Linked DNA regions of Mus musculus: all the other regions are linked to region 4. Evidence: chromatin contacts called from public Hi-C, HiChIP or PLAC-seq and promoter capture Hi-C data. All regions are on one chromosome and are shown on one strand. The core of a region is the stretch at or near the end of the contact, and the rest is flanking DNA. Distances in the headings are between cores, read along the strand shown. Region 1 holds the start of Ryk (receptor-like tyrosine kinase). Region 2 overlaps Gm31434 (a long non-coding RNA gene). Region 3 has its middle 77 kb from the start of Gm31434. Region 4 holds the start of 1300017J02Rik (RIKEN cDNA 1300017J02 gene).

Region 1 (2,700 bases), core at 9-2,508, 450 kb after region 4:
AACTCTCTCAACAGACCCTAAGAAACTCTTCTAACAGGCAGAAGGCTCTCTGTGAGCTTGAGGCCAACCTGGTCTACATAGTGGATTCCAAAACAGCCCAGGCTACATAAAGTCCCTGTCTGGAAAGGAAAAACAAAACAAAACAAACAAACAAACAAACAAACAAAAAAACCTCCTCTAATACACACATACGCATACACACGCGCGCGCACACCACACACACACACACACACACTTGGGGGAGGCATACTCGCTCACTAAAAAAGTGACACTTAATGGATATTTAGGGGGAGACCTTTCCAGTTCCAACACTTCACTCTAAAACACCCCGATAAAAAGTGAAGGGACTGCCTTAATGCACAAAAGACGGCAAAAGCTGGGTATCCCTAACTATCAGAGACTTCCTTTTGATGGCTGGCCAGGCCTTCCTTCAAGGGCTGATTTTCAGAATGCACAGAGTTCCAAGCGGAGGGCAGAGTCGGACTCCCCAAACAACGGGCTAAACAGGTAAACGGAACCACCGCCGACGGACCCCAAAGCCAAGTTCTCCTCTCGCTTCAGGGTCTGCAGAGTAGGCAAGTGGCCTGGAACGGCAGCATCAGGTCACACTCAAGGAACCCAAGGCAAACCCCGATGCTTGGGATCCGGTCGGCCCGAAGGTGTGCAGGATGCCACACAACTCAGGGCGCCCGGCTCACCTTGCCCCCCACTCGCTAACCAGAAAGCAAGCGCACGGCGGCGGCGTGGCCTGTGGGCCACCCACAGCAGGCTAAGGAGCGGCCACCCGTGTCCCGAGCGCCGACTCCGAGGCTCCGGAGCTCCGCGGCCTAGAGTGACACGCGCAGGGAGGCTGCAGAGAGGGAGAGAGAGAGAGAGAGCGCGGGCGGCGCAGCGGCAGCACCGCGGGCTCACGAGGCCCCGGGAGCCGCGCCACTCACCAAGCAGCCGGCGCACCTCGTCCTCGCTCAGGTAGAGGCTCACGCTGGGTCCCGCAGGAGCGGCGGCCAGGGCCGGGGACCGCGGGGCGGCGGCGGGCAGCATCGCCAGCAGCAGCAGCAGCAGCGGCGGCGGCGGGGCCCTCAGGCCGCCGCTCCCCGGGACGCCGCCCCGGCCCGCGCGCATGGCCGCCGCCGAGCAGGAGCGTCCGCCGCCCGCCGCGCCGCCGCGCACCCCGGCCCCGAGCGCCTCACAGCCCCGAGCCGGGGGCGGCCGGCCAGCTCATCGCGCCGCCGCTTCAGACCCGCCGCCCGGGAACGGGAGGGGGTGGGGGGGCGAGCTGCGGGCGGAGACGCGCGCGTGCGCGTGCCCGCCGTGCGCGAGGGCGCGCACGCATGTGCCGCCCGACCGAGAGCGCCTGGTTCTGGGGCGCGCGTGCACGGGAGAGCGTCTCAGACCTGAGGTCGGGGTGGGGGCCGCGCGTAGGGGTTGGTATAAATAACATTACGTTGTTTGCCAGGCTGAAACGCGCGAGGAATAAAGGAAATGAGTTAAAGAGACACAAACTAATCAAAAACAATAATGAAGTGCCCTGGCCAGGCGAAGGGCTCTAGGCTAATATAGCCAGTCCCCAGCCCAAGTCGTTGAGGCCTAGAGTCGGTTGGTCTCTTTATTCTTCCCCAGGTGCGCCCTGAGTCTTGGATGCTGTCTCAAAAGAAAAGAATGCTGTTTTATTTAGTGAGAAGGGACGGGTACGTAGAAATCTTCCCTTATCCCACCATCAGAGGTCAGCCTCTAGTTAGCATGTCTGTTCCCTAAAATTCACATGCCACACACTTTCCAGAAAGCAAAAACAAAAACAAAAAAAACTCATAAAACCTTAGTAAACTTTTTATTTTGTATTTTGGTTTACAGTTTGTTTGTTTGTTTGTTTGTTTTGAGACAGGGTCTCACTATGTAGCCCTGGCCCGCATGGAACTTGCTATGTAGACCAAGCTGGCCTTGAACTCACAGAGATCTGCCTGCCTCTGCTTCCCAAGTGCCAGGATTAAAGGCCTGTGCCACCCATGCCCAGCAAGCTTATTTTTACATGTGACGAACTTTTATTATCCTAGTTCTCCTTTACTGTAAATCAACCTGTATCTGGGCTTTTAACCTGTGGTCCATGCCAGCCCCCCCCTCCAAAACATGGAATGTATGTGAGTGTGTGCTTATGGCTGTACATGGCTGTCTGTGTGCATGGGTGCTTTCACATACTGGAGAGTGGTTTTTACATTTCATCCCTTGCTCTAGGAAGCCCTTGTCTCCCTAAACCGGTTAAGGATCTCTGATACATCCCAGAGACTCTGATGAAGAATTTGGGGAAGCCCCAGTCAAGCTTACTCCACAAGCCATCACTCAGGCTGGCTCCCAAGCATCCCTTCTCACTTCCTCCAGAACAGGGTCATCCCATCCCTGTGACCCGTTCACTGACCTTATGCCTCCCTCCTTGCCTGTGGAGAGCAGCTGCTTTCTGCCCGGCCTAGCTTCAAGCTCCCAGTTGCCCATCCACACGCAGGCCCTGAGAGATATTACCTGTATCCCCTGCCAGGGCAGGGAGAGAGACCGAAGAGGAGGATAGTTGGATCTTGATATTTTTCCCCCCTCTCTCCTGTAGTGAGAGGGATGGATTCCATTTGGAGACAAGCTGGCCTCAATTTGTCAAGCTTCAGTTCCCCAGCACAGAATACAGTGCCCTGCAGGAAGAGACCAGGAAGTGGGCAT
Region 2 (2,700 bases), core at 161-2,660, 290 kb after region 4:
ATTTGTGATTTCAAAATGCTGTTCCAGGAGGACGCAGAAGTATGTGTGTCTGTAGTCCTAGCACTGGTGAGAAAGAGAGAGGCAGATCTGGGGCTCGCCAGCCTAGCTGAATTGGTGAGCTTCAGTTTCAGCATGAGAGCCTATCTCAGAAACTAAAGTGGAGAGTGATTGAAGGAGACACCCAGCATTGGGCTCTGGCCTTCACACATCCATGTGCACACGAATACACATGTACACCTACCACACGTGAGCTATGACAGGCAATGTAAGGCTAGGAGAAACAGTAAAGTATGGTATAAAGATTATAATTGCATCTAGTGGACTTTTGCTCTTGTATAATTTCATTTTTCTTTATCTTTTGAATCTTAGCAGCATTGTTGTATAATGAAGCAAACATAATGGGCTTTGATAAAAAGAATGGGGAGAGGAGGAGGAAGGAGAGGAGGAGATGGGTGAGGAGGAAGAGGAGGGGGAGGAGGAAGAAGCAGTCTCCCGAACACGCATCAGCTTCTCTACCCAGTTTTGGAATGGAAAGCATCACCAGGGTCCCCACCTCAGGTGGGGTCAAGGGGACACTCTAGGTCCTGTCCTGCCTTTCTCTCTCCTTTGTGGTTCTGGAGCAGTCACAGCTCCTCTCTGTTGCTTCCATACACCCAGGTAGCCTCCAAGCTGATGCTCTAGCTCCTGTGACTGTCAAGCCTCACATTTATCCTCTGCATCCTAGGGGAGCCCACCCCTTAGACGGTGAGTTAGAGTCTGCTACTCCTGTTAGCTCCCGGTGAGCACGGGTCATGTTACCTAATCCTGCCTTCATAGCTACTGTGCTGTATATTGCCTTTAAAACCAAGCTGGCGAGAAGCCGTGGGCCTCGTGTCCTTCATGTAGGAGTGAAGACTGAGGCTGGAAGAGGCTGACTATGGGATCTGCTTCACTGGACTGATTGGAGGCAGGGTTGGAACTCAAGCTGCAATCTGGCCTATTCCAAAGTCCAAGCCGCTGTCCACACTGACATTGCCTCCCTTCTAGAACATTCCTGGGTGACATGTTTATTTGTTCCTTGCACAAATATTTGCTGAGCACCAGTTATGTACATATCATGACTCTTGTTTGCACAGGAGGAACTCTGAGATACCAGCCCATCCTTGCAGCTCAGAACAGACAAAGAGAAACGCACGTACCCTGCTGAGGACATGGGACCATCATCTCATAGGCGGTATGCAGGATACACCACAGTTTCTACTTATAGCCTAAAAAGGGCTATAGTGTCATAATAGTCTATTTCTACTTCTCATAAACTTTACAACAACACAATATATTGTCATGTTAACTGTGCATGAAACATGTCTGATACATCTCAGATCCTTTCTCATTTCATATCCCACGAGCTCAGCTGCCACCTGTTGCTCAATGACTCGCAGAGAACTGCCAGACTTTCTACCCTGTGACAGTTGATATTGCTTGCTGACTTCACAGAATGTGGAATTTCCCAGGAGGCAAAGCTTCAGGCCCTCATGGGAGGAGTCACCTGGACTACCTCAGCTTCCTGTGAGGAATCGTATGAGGATGGATTCATTGAGATGGTACCTAGGAAGGTACCAGTCTCTGGGCTGCTGTCGTGGACTGCGTACACAGTCAAAGCAGGCTAAGCATCACCAGTCACTGCTGCTTCCTGACCGTGGATGCAATGCATCCGCTGCCTCGTGCTCCCTGCCATGGTAACTCCCCTATCACCACACACCATAAACCTGAAATATGAGTGAACCAAACAAATAACCAGCCAACCAACCAACCAAACCTCAAAGTCCTTTCCTCCTTAGGCTGCTTTTCAGCAGCACCATCCTGGCTCAATGACGTCTACTCAAGATTACTTAAGGTTAATAGTGCCTCAGGACTTTAGCACAGCTCCTGCCTCGCCCCCTTTACCCCATCTCTTTAGGAAGACATTCCATTCTACAATCTCACCAGCAGGGAGGGAGAGACAACACTCACATAACTTTAAGCTGCTTCCGTCGGGCATTTTGTCACAGAAATAGAAATAATAATGAACTGACCAGGGATCTCTTGACCGAGGCTAGTCCTGTGACTTTCATTACAACCTGTTGTAACAACGGCTCCATTCTACTGTCACCGTGGTGAGTCACCTGTGCCTGATTTAGGAATTAAACTTCATCGTGGCTATGTAAGTATATGTATAGTACATTTGTAGAGCTAGAAACTGTCTGCCATTTCAAGGATCAGTCTATAAGGGGTCCTGGAGGTAACCCCTGCAGATAAAGGGGCTTCTGGGCCAGTGATGATGCTGGAACTGAATAGGTGGCAAGTGTACAAGTGACATTCCCAGACAGTGACATTCCTCAGGAGCATTGCAGATGTAGAGAAGGTGGCCCATTCTGACCCCGCCCCCACCTTTGGACTCCATGCTGCCTCTAATTCCACCCCCTTTTCTGGCTTCTTCAAACTCAGTCCCTGGAAGTCCTACCGAGGATAAGCGCAAGTCCACGCTTCGCTGCTCCATGTGAACATAGAGCATGGGCTTCTCCATGAGCCTTGGTGCTTCTTCCTCGGTAAGGAAGCATCGCTCCAAGGCAGGAGGCATCACACTCTTGATGATGAAAGAGAGGAGACACCTGTCCACCCCACCCTAGCCCAAACGCTTCTCTCTTTTTAAGTGTCAGATGACCTAAAATCAATTAGGGGCAG
Region 3 (2,700 bases), core at 17-2,516, 360 kb after region 4:
ACTTACATATGGTAGTAAGATAGTAACTGTGTTGGCAAAAGGATGGGCATATGGATCAACACAAGAGTCAAAATGGGATCCACTCGGTTTTTCAGTCAAGAGAATCAAGAAAGGAAAATAGAATTATTTTAAACAAATAATGCGTTGGAAATAATGAGATATGCACAGGACCTAGAGTTTTCACTTTAGGTCTTAAGTAAAAATTAGTTTAAGTAGATTATGGTGTAAGTGTTAAGATCTGTAAAATACTTAGAATTGAACTTAAACTGTAAAATTCTTAGACGGGAGCACTGGAGTAAGCTTAGCAATCCTGACATAGCAATTGGAGTAAGTCAGGAAACATTGTCTTACACACATCACATAAATATAAGTAAATAAAGTAGATCAATAATTCGGTGAATTAAAAATTAAAAGACTTTGTCTTCAAAGAACATTATCAAATAAATAAAAAGGCAACCACAAATTGAGAAAAACATTTGCAAATTATCTGCCTGACAGAAGTTTCATATTGTGAGATATAGAAAAGAAGTCAGCTGGGTGTGGTAATATATGCTTTTAATCCTGGCTCTTGAGAATCAGAGGGAGGTGGGTCTCTGTGAGTTTGAGGTCAGCTTGCTCTACATCGACAGTTCAGGGCAGCCAAGACTACATAGAGAGACCCTGTCTCAACAAAACAAAACAAAACAAAACAATCTCAAACTCAGAAATAAATAAAGTAATTGTGGTAGCTGGTGTTAGTTGTCAACCTGACAATCCAGAGGCACCTGGGAGATGGACCTCCAGACACGCCAGTGGGCCCTTGGTTGCCATGATCACATCAAGTGATAGGGGAGCCCTTCCTACTGTGGGCCAGATTCTCACCACAGAGATTTTATTATTTGGAGGGACAAGGCAGTGGGGGTGGGGTGGGGGCGGCCTCTGGATTGGACAGAGACAAGGATGACTGACTGGCACGTGGCCAGTTTTAAGGGCTCACGTGTAAGAAAGGCAAAAAAAAAAAGGGGGCTGTGCTCCATGCCCCGCCCCCCAGAGAGTTGGGCTTCTCAGATTGGCTAGGAGGAGAACGAAGCAGATGAGGTAGCGGCGGCTTTCTGTCCTGTAGCAGGGTGTTTTTCGTCACGCAGCTGGGTGGGCTTGAGAGGACCAACAGTTGGTAGAAGTGATAGTGGCTAGTGATGGTAGAATACTATTATCTTATTAGAGATAACAAGCTGGAAGATCACAAGGTTGATGACGTCAATGCTAGGAGACAATGAGGCAAATAGCCAGAAGCAATAGCCTGCCTCACTGGGGCCCAGGAATGTTGATTAGGTTTACCGGAGTCTCCAGGATCAACAAGAAGTTGCCTGAAGGAATACCAGCCTGTGGGGAAGCCCCAATCTGTTCCCTAATCTCAAACTGGCTTCCTGTCAGGCCCTGTAGCAGTTTGGTTGGTAACGGTGGTGATAGCAGTGGAGGGAAAGAATGTGGCCGGGACCATGGAAGCCACAAAGGCTCGGCCAAAGAAGCTCAGCGTCCTATAACACTTTGCTAGAGCCAGGGAACTAAGCCCAGGATTCCAAACAGGTAAGCAAGGTTGCACTGGCAAGTTAATGAGGCTGCCAAGGTCTTAGGAGCACAAAAGTGGAATTTCAGGCACAAGACAACCCGCACCAGCAACAGTGGATGTGGGAAGAGGTCCCCCAGAGCTCGCCCTCTCTCCTTCTGTGAATATCCCCAACTCGGGCATCCTGAGACAGCTCCTTCTGGCTGTGTTGGTTTGCTCGAGCTGTTGATGATATCAACAGCACCTGTTTCCTTAAGGGGCCTCTCCCCACATAGTCCACAGCATTCCAATCTATGGTGCCCCGCAGCCAAGAACCCAGCTATCTCAGCCAAGAGGATTATAGGAAGATCTGGGGAGGTAAGAAGACACTTTACGCTGGGTCCTTAGGTACTTGTCACAGGACAAAATCAGCACATCAGGCTGTGGTCCCACAACATCCAGGTCACAGACTTCATAGCCCCCAGGGCCTTAGAGAAAGACAGTCTGAGACTGACGCCTGTGGGGAGTGTCCACAGAAGGGAGGGCGAGTGCTGAGAACTGTCTTTCCAGGCCAGTGTTCTGGGTAATCTTCCCATTGGAGCACACAGCTCCTCTGAACTGAGCTCAGCCCTCCCGGGCCCCGCAGAGCCAGGCTATCTTAAGCACAGGTTGCAGCCGAACGAAACAGAAACAACAGCACTGCTTCGTTCTAGGGCTAAGGTGTGGCAGATGTGGCAACTTTCTTCTCACTGTCGCCGAAGGCCTTGTCTCAAGAGGCTGCGCTGCAAAGGGCTGGGGTTCCCGATGGGAATGTTGCCATGTCCTTCAAGGTCAGGCCACACTGCCTCAGGAAGTCCCGCTGGCCTGCCCACCTGAGTACCTGCTCTGTCTCTTAGGTCGAGACACAGCCAGTTCTGTCTTCTGGGTTGTAACAAAGCCAGTCATCATGTGTGCATGTTGCTCTATCCAATCCTCCCTTCTCTCAGCTCCCTGAGCTGGGCTGCCTGTATACCAGGGATCTGCCCAGTTATGCCTAGCAGACATTTTACTTTGGGTTTGGCCTTTGTCTAAAGATTTGGGGGTGGAGGCTACATGGATACATCTAACATTTTGTATGCTCAGCATAGATTTAGTCCACAGGACAAACAGGTGAGGTCTACCTCCAAGCCCACAGG
Region 4 (2,700 bases), core at 141-2,640:
GCTCAAGTTCAATGTGCAAAAATTGTGCCGTTTTCCTGATTGTGTCTTCTATTTCTTTCTTTAAGTTTTGTTTTTGCTTTTTGTATATACAAAGGAGTGTGAGCCCCCACAGAAGCCAGATGACCTGTAGCTGGAGTCCAGGGGTGTCAGGTCCCCCTGTCGCTGGAGTTACAGGTAGTTAGTTGTGAGCCGTCCAACATGGGTGCCAGAATTGAACTCTGGTCCTCTGGAAGAGCAGCACTTGCTCTTAACCGCTGAGCCATCTCTCCAGCCCTACATGCTTGGTTTTCGAGACAAGGTCTCTAGCCTAGGGAAGTCTCCAATAGGGCACGTAGTTGAAACCTCGAACTCCTAATCCCACTGTCCCCACTTCCCAAATGCTGGGGTTTCAGGCCTGTACTTCCATACCAGGCCCTGCTTTTTTTTATTTAGTTTTAGATCCTAGTAATGTATATAAAATGAAATGAAATTTCTGTTCCTAGCGGCACTGTCTGTAAGGATGGAATCGGTACTACAATTGTCAATCAGGGTGAGAGATGAAATATTCTTCATTCACATGATATGAAACAATAGGCCACACTGATAGCTGGTGGGCAACCACACACCTCTGCATAGATAAATCATACCAATTTAAACTTGGGTGAGAGAAGCCAGGCTCTGCGCTGTAAGTTTTCATCTCTGTGGAGTCCTGAAGTTAGCAGACTTCCGTTTCTGTTCCATGTAGGGGCCACCTATGTGGGAGAAGCTCTGCAGGGATTCGGCCTCCTGGATGTGGACTGGCTCTACCGGAGTCCTCTTAGTGATAATTATTACACTGTGCTAGCAGGGTTTGTTGTACACCTACTACTATATTTTAATTAGAAGTTCTTCGAGTTTTATTTAAAATTACCAGACTTTTTCTAGGCAGAGGTCGCACAGCCTTTCGGACAGGGCTGCAGCCGGGTGAGCGAGAAACTCTGCATGTCAGATCTGTGCCTGAGCCAGGCCTTACACAGCTGGGACAAGCAACACTGGTGCGTGTGGTGTGGAGTGGGGGTGGGGGTGGGGGTGGGGAGATAGAGGAGAAACTATGGGCTGTGTCACAGAAGAGATAGCTCCACTGGGGTCGCAGGACAGCGGGAGGACCTCAGCTTAGTCAACTTAGAGTCCTTAGTGAGAAGTGAGAATTTCCAAAAGAAAATTGTGTTAAGGTCTTATGCATGTGCGCGCCGGCTTTCCCGGAGAAGCACCGTTTCCACCCAGGGACCGAACCGGGGACAGAGAGAGAAAAAATAGTGTCCCTAGCCGCCTGAGTATCTGCTTGGCCAGATAAGGAAGGCATGGAGGGTGTGGCAGTGGCGACCAGCCCGGACTGGGGCTGAAGAACCTTTCCCAGTAGGCAGATTCATCAGTCAACACTGCCTTCTGGGTAAAGTGCACCTAGGCTGGGGGAGAGCAAGCAGAACGCAGTTCCACAGTTGAAAATGAGGCTGCTCATCTGCGCCCTTCTATGCTTGGGGACCCTAGGTGAGTGTGCTGAGAGCCAGGCAGGGGGCCGGCCCTCTGGGGAGGGGACCAGGTGTCATTTGCTGACCATACACTTCAGGGATCAAATGTGGTTGGATAGACTATGAGCCTAGAGAAGAGTAATCACTTTGGACTGGAATTCACCTGCCACGCAGTCCCCCGGCTGTCCTTTGCCCTCACTGAGGCGGTCATAGTGGATTGTCGCTGACTCTTTTGCTTGCTTTTGGGACCCTTTTCCTGCCACATCCTCCTTAATACCAGGGAGGTGCCTAGTCTTTTTGTAACTTGTTATGTCGCGTTTGGTTGATATCCCTGGGAGGCCTGCCCTTTTCTGAAGGAAAATGGAGACGTAGTTGGTGACAGGGGATGTGAAGAGGGACTCAGAGGAAGGAGGGGAAATTGCAGCAATATATGAGAGATAGGAGAGGAAAATAAAAAAAACAAAACAAAACAAATAAACAAACAAAAAAACCCCACAACTTGTTTCACTGCTTTGGTAGGTAAAGGGGCTGATGTTGTGATTGACGACATATGACCTCCAGGACCAAATGGTAGAAGAGGAAATCCACTCTTGAAATCTGTCCTCTGTAGTAATAATAAGTATAGCACATAAAATAAAAATTTAAAAAAACCAAAAAAAAAAAAAAAAAAGAAAAGAAATCTGTCCTCTGACCCCCATGTGGCTTCCACACAATGTTAACTTTTTTTTAAAAAAAGTTATGTTTACCCAACAAACACACAGTTGCTGGAGAAATGAGCTAACACAGCCAGAGGCAGGCAGAGTTCTACGCTCACAAATACAAGAAGCCCTTTCGTGGGTAGGGAGAACAGGCTCCAGGGAAGAACTCATGCACTGTGAAGAGCTCTTCCTGTCTCAACCACGGTTGGATCCTCCTCCCTTTAGCTTTGTCTGATCTGAGACCGTGGTAAATAATACCTAGGGTGGCCAGAGCCCGGCAATGGTGCACAGTATATGTCTGCCTCTTCTGCCCAGCAGTGCCATCTGTAGCCACCCAGAGGGTCATTCGCTCTCAGAATGCAGCTGCCTGATCTCTTTCAGAATTCCCCTGAACTGAGCCAGTGTTCTGCTAAATAGCGTTCCGCCACCATTGCCAGCAATGTCAGACACAGACCAGAAGTTCATTTTCCCAACAGGCTTCATGTTTACATGTCAGAGACTAAAGGCCCCTCCGG

What was found. Promoter capture Hi-C pulls out the DNA fragments that hold promoters and counts their contacts. Hi-C and Micro-C count contacts between places; a contact is called where the count stands out from the background. HiChIP or PLAC-seq counts read pairs in DNA pulled down with a chosen protein or histone mark.
Region 1: a contact with region 4 is called in a promoter capture Hi-C map of liver, with 2.4 times the contacts expected there. The contact joins the promoter of Ryk here to the promoter of 1300017J02Rik in region 4. A contact is called at or near these places in 3 of 39 promoter capture datasets (the 3T3-L1 cell line and liver).
Region 2: a contact with region 4 is called in a Hi-C map of liver, with 1.8 times the contacts expected there. The contact joins the enhancer-like site here to the promoter of 1300017J02Rik in region 4. A contact is called at or near these places in 4 of 39 promoter capture datasets (the C10 cell line, embryonic stem cells, hippocampal neurons and 1 more), 1 of 484 Hi-C or Micro-C datasets (liver) and 2 of 115 datasets of contacts at active chromatin or transcription factors (both in embryonic stem cells).
Region 3: an H3K27ac HiChIP or PLAC-seq map of embryonic stem cells shows a contact between it and region 4, with 5 read pairs. The contact joins the enhancer-like site here to the promoter of 1300017J02Rik in region 4. A contact is called at or near these places in 9 of 39 promoter capture datasets (the 3T3-L1 cell line, 3T3-L1-derived adipocytes, the C10 cell line and 6 more), 1 of 484 Hi-C or Micro-C datasets (LSK cells), 1 of 115 datasets of contacts at active chromatin or transcription factors (embryonic stem cells) and 1 of 9 other capture datasets (embryonic stem cells).

What each region holds. Positions count from the first base shown.
Region 1 is chr9:102,833,478-102,836,177 of GRCm38.p6, reverse strand. Ryk (receptor-like tyrosine kinase) reads right to left here and starts at 1,258. Exons shown (of 15, transcript NM_013649.3): 1 at 939-1,258. The coding sequence starts at 1,122.
Region 2 is chr9:102,994,746-102,997,445 of GRCm38.p6, reverse strand. It overlaps Gm31434 (a long non-coding RNA gene), which reads left to right. Exons shown (of 3, transcript XR_871114.2): 2 at 658-2,179. Among named protein-coding and RNA genes, the nearest start is that of Gm31434, 6.1 kb to the left of the region's middle. Within about 2 kb of position 1,410, at least 30 of the 459 cell types and tissues checked have an H3K27ac peak or open chromatin away from gene starts, as enhancers often do. A contact at or near this core is called in liver, where this site is marked.
Region 3 is chr9:102,923,502-102,926,201 of GRCm38.p6, reverse strand. No RefSeq gene overlaps it. Among named protein-coding and RNA genes, the nearest start is that of Gm31434, 77 kb to the left of the region's middle. Within about 2 kb of position 1,266, at least 51 of the 459 cell types and tissues checked have an H3K27ac peak or open chromatin away from gene starts, as enhancers often do. A contact at or near this core is called in embryonic stem cells, where this site is marked.
Region 4 is chr9:103,286,987-103,289,686 of GRCm38.p6, reverse strand. It overlaps 1300017J02Rik (RIKEN cDNA 1300017J02 gene), which reads left to right and starts at 1,390. Exons shown (of 17, transcript NM_027918.2): 1 at 1,390-1,506. The coding sequence starts at 1,464.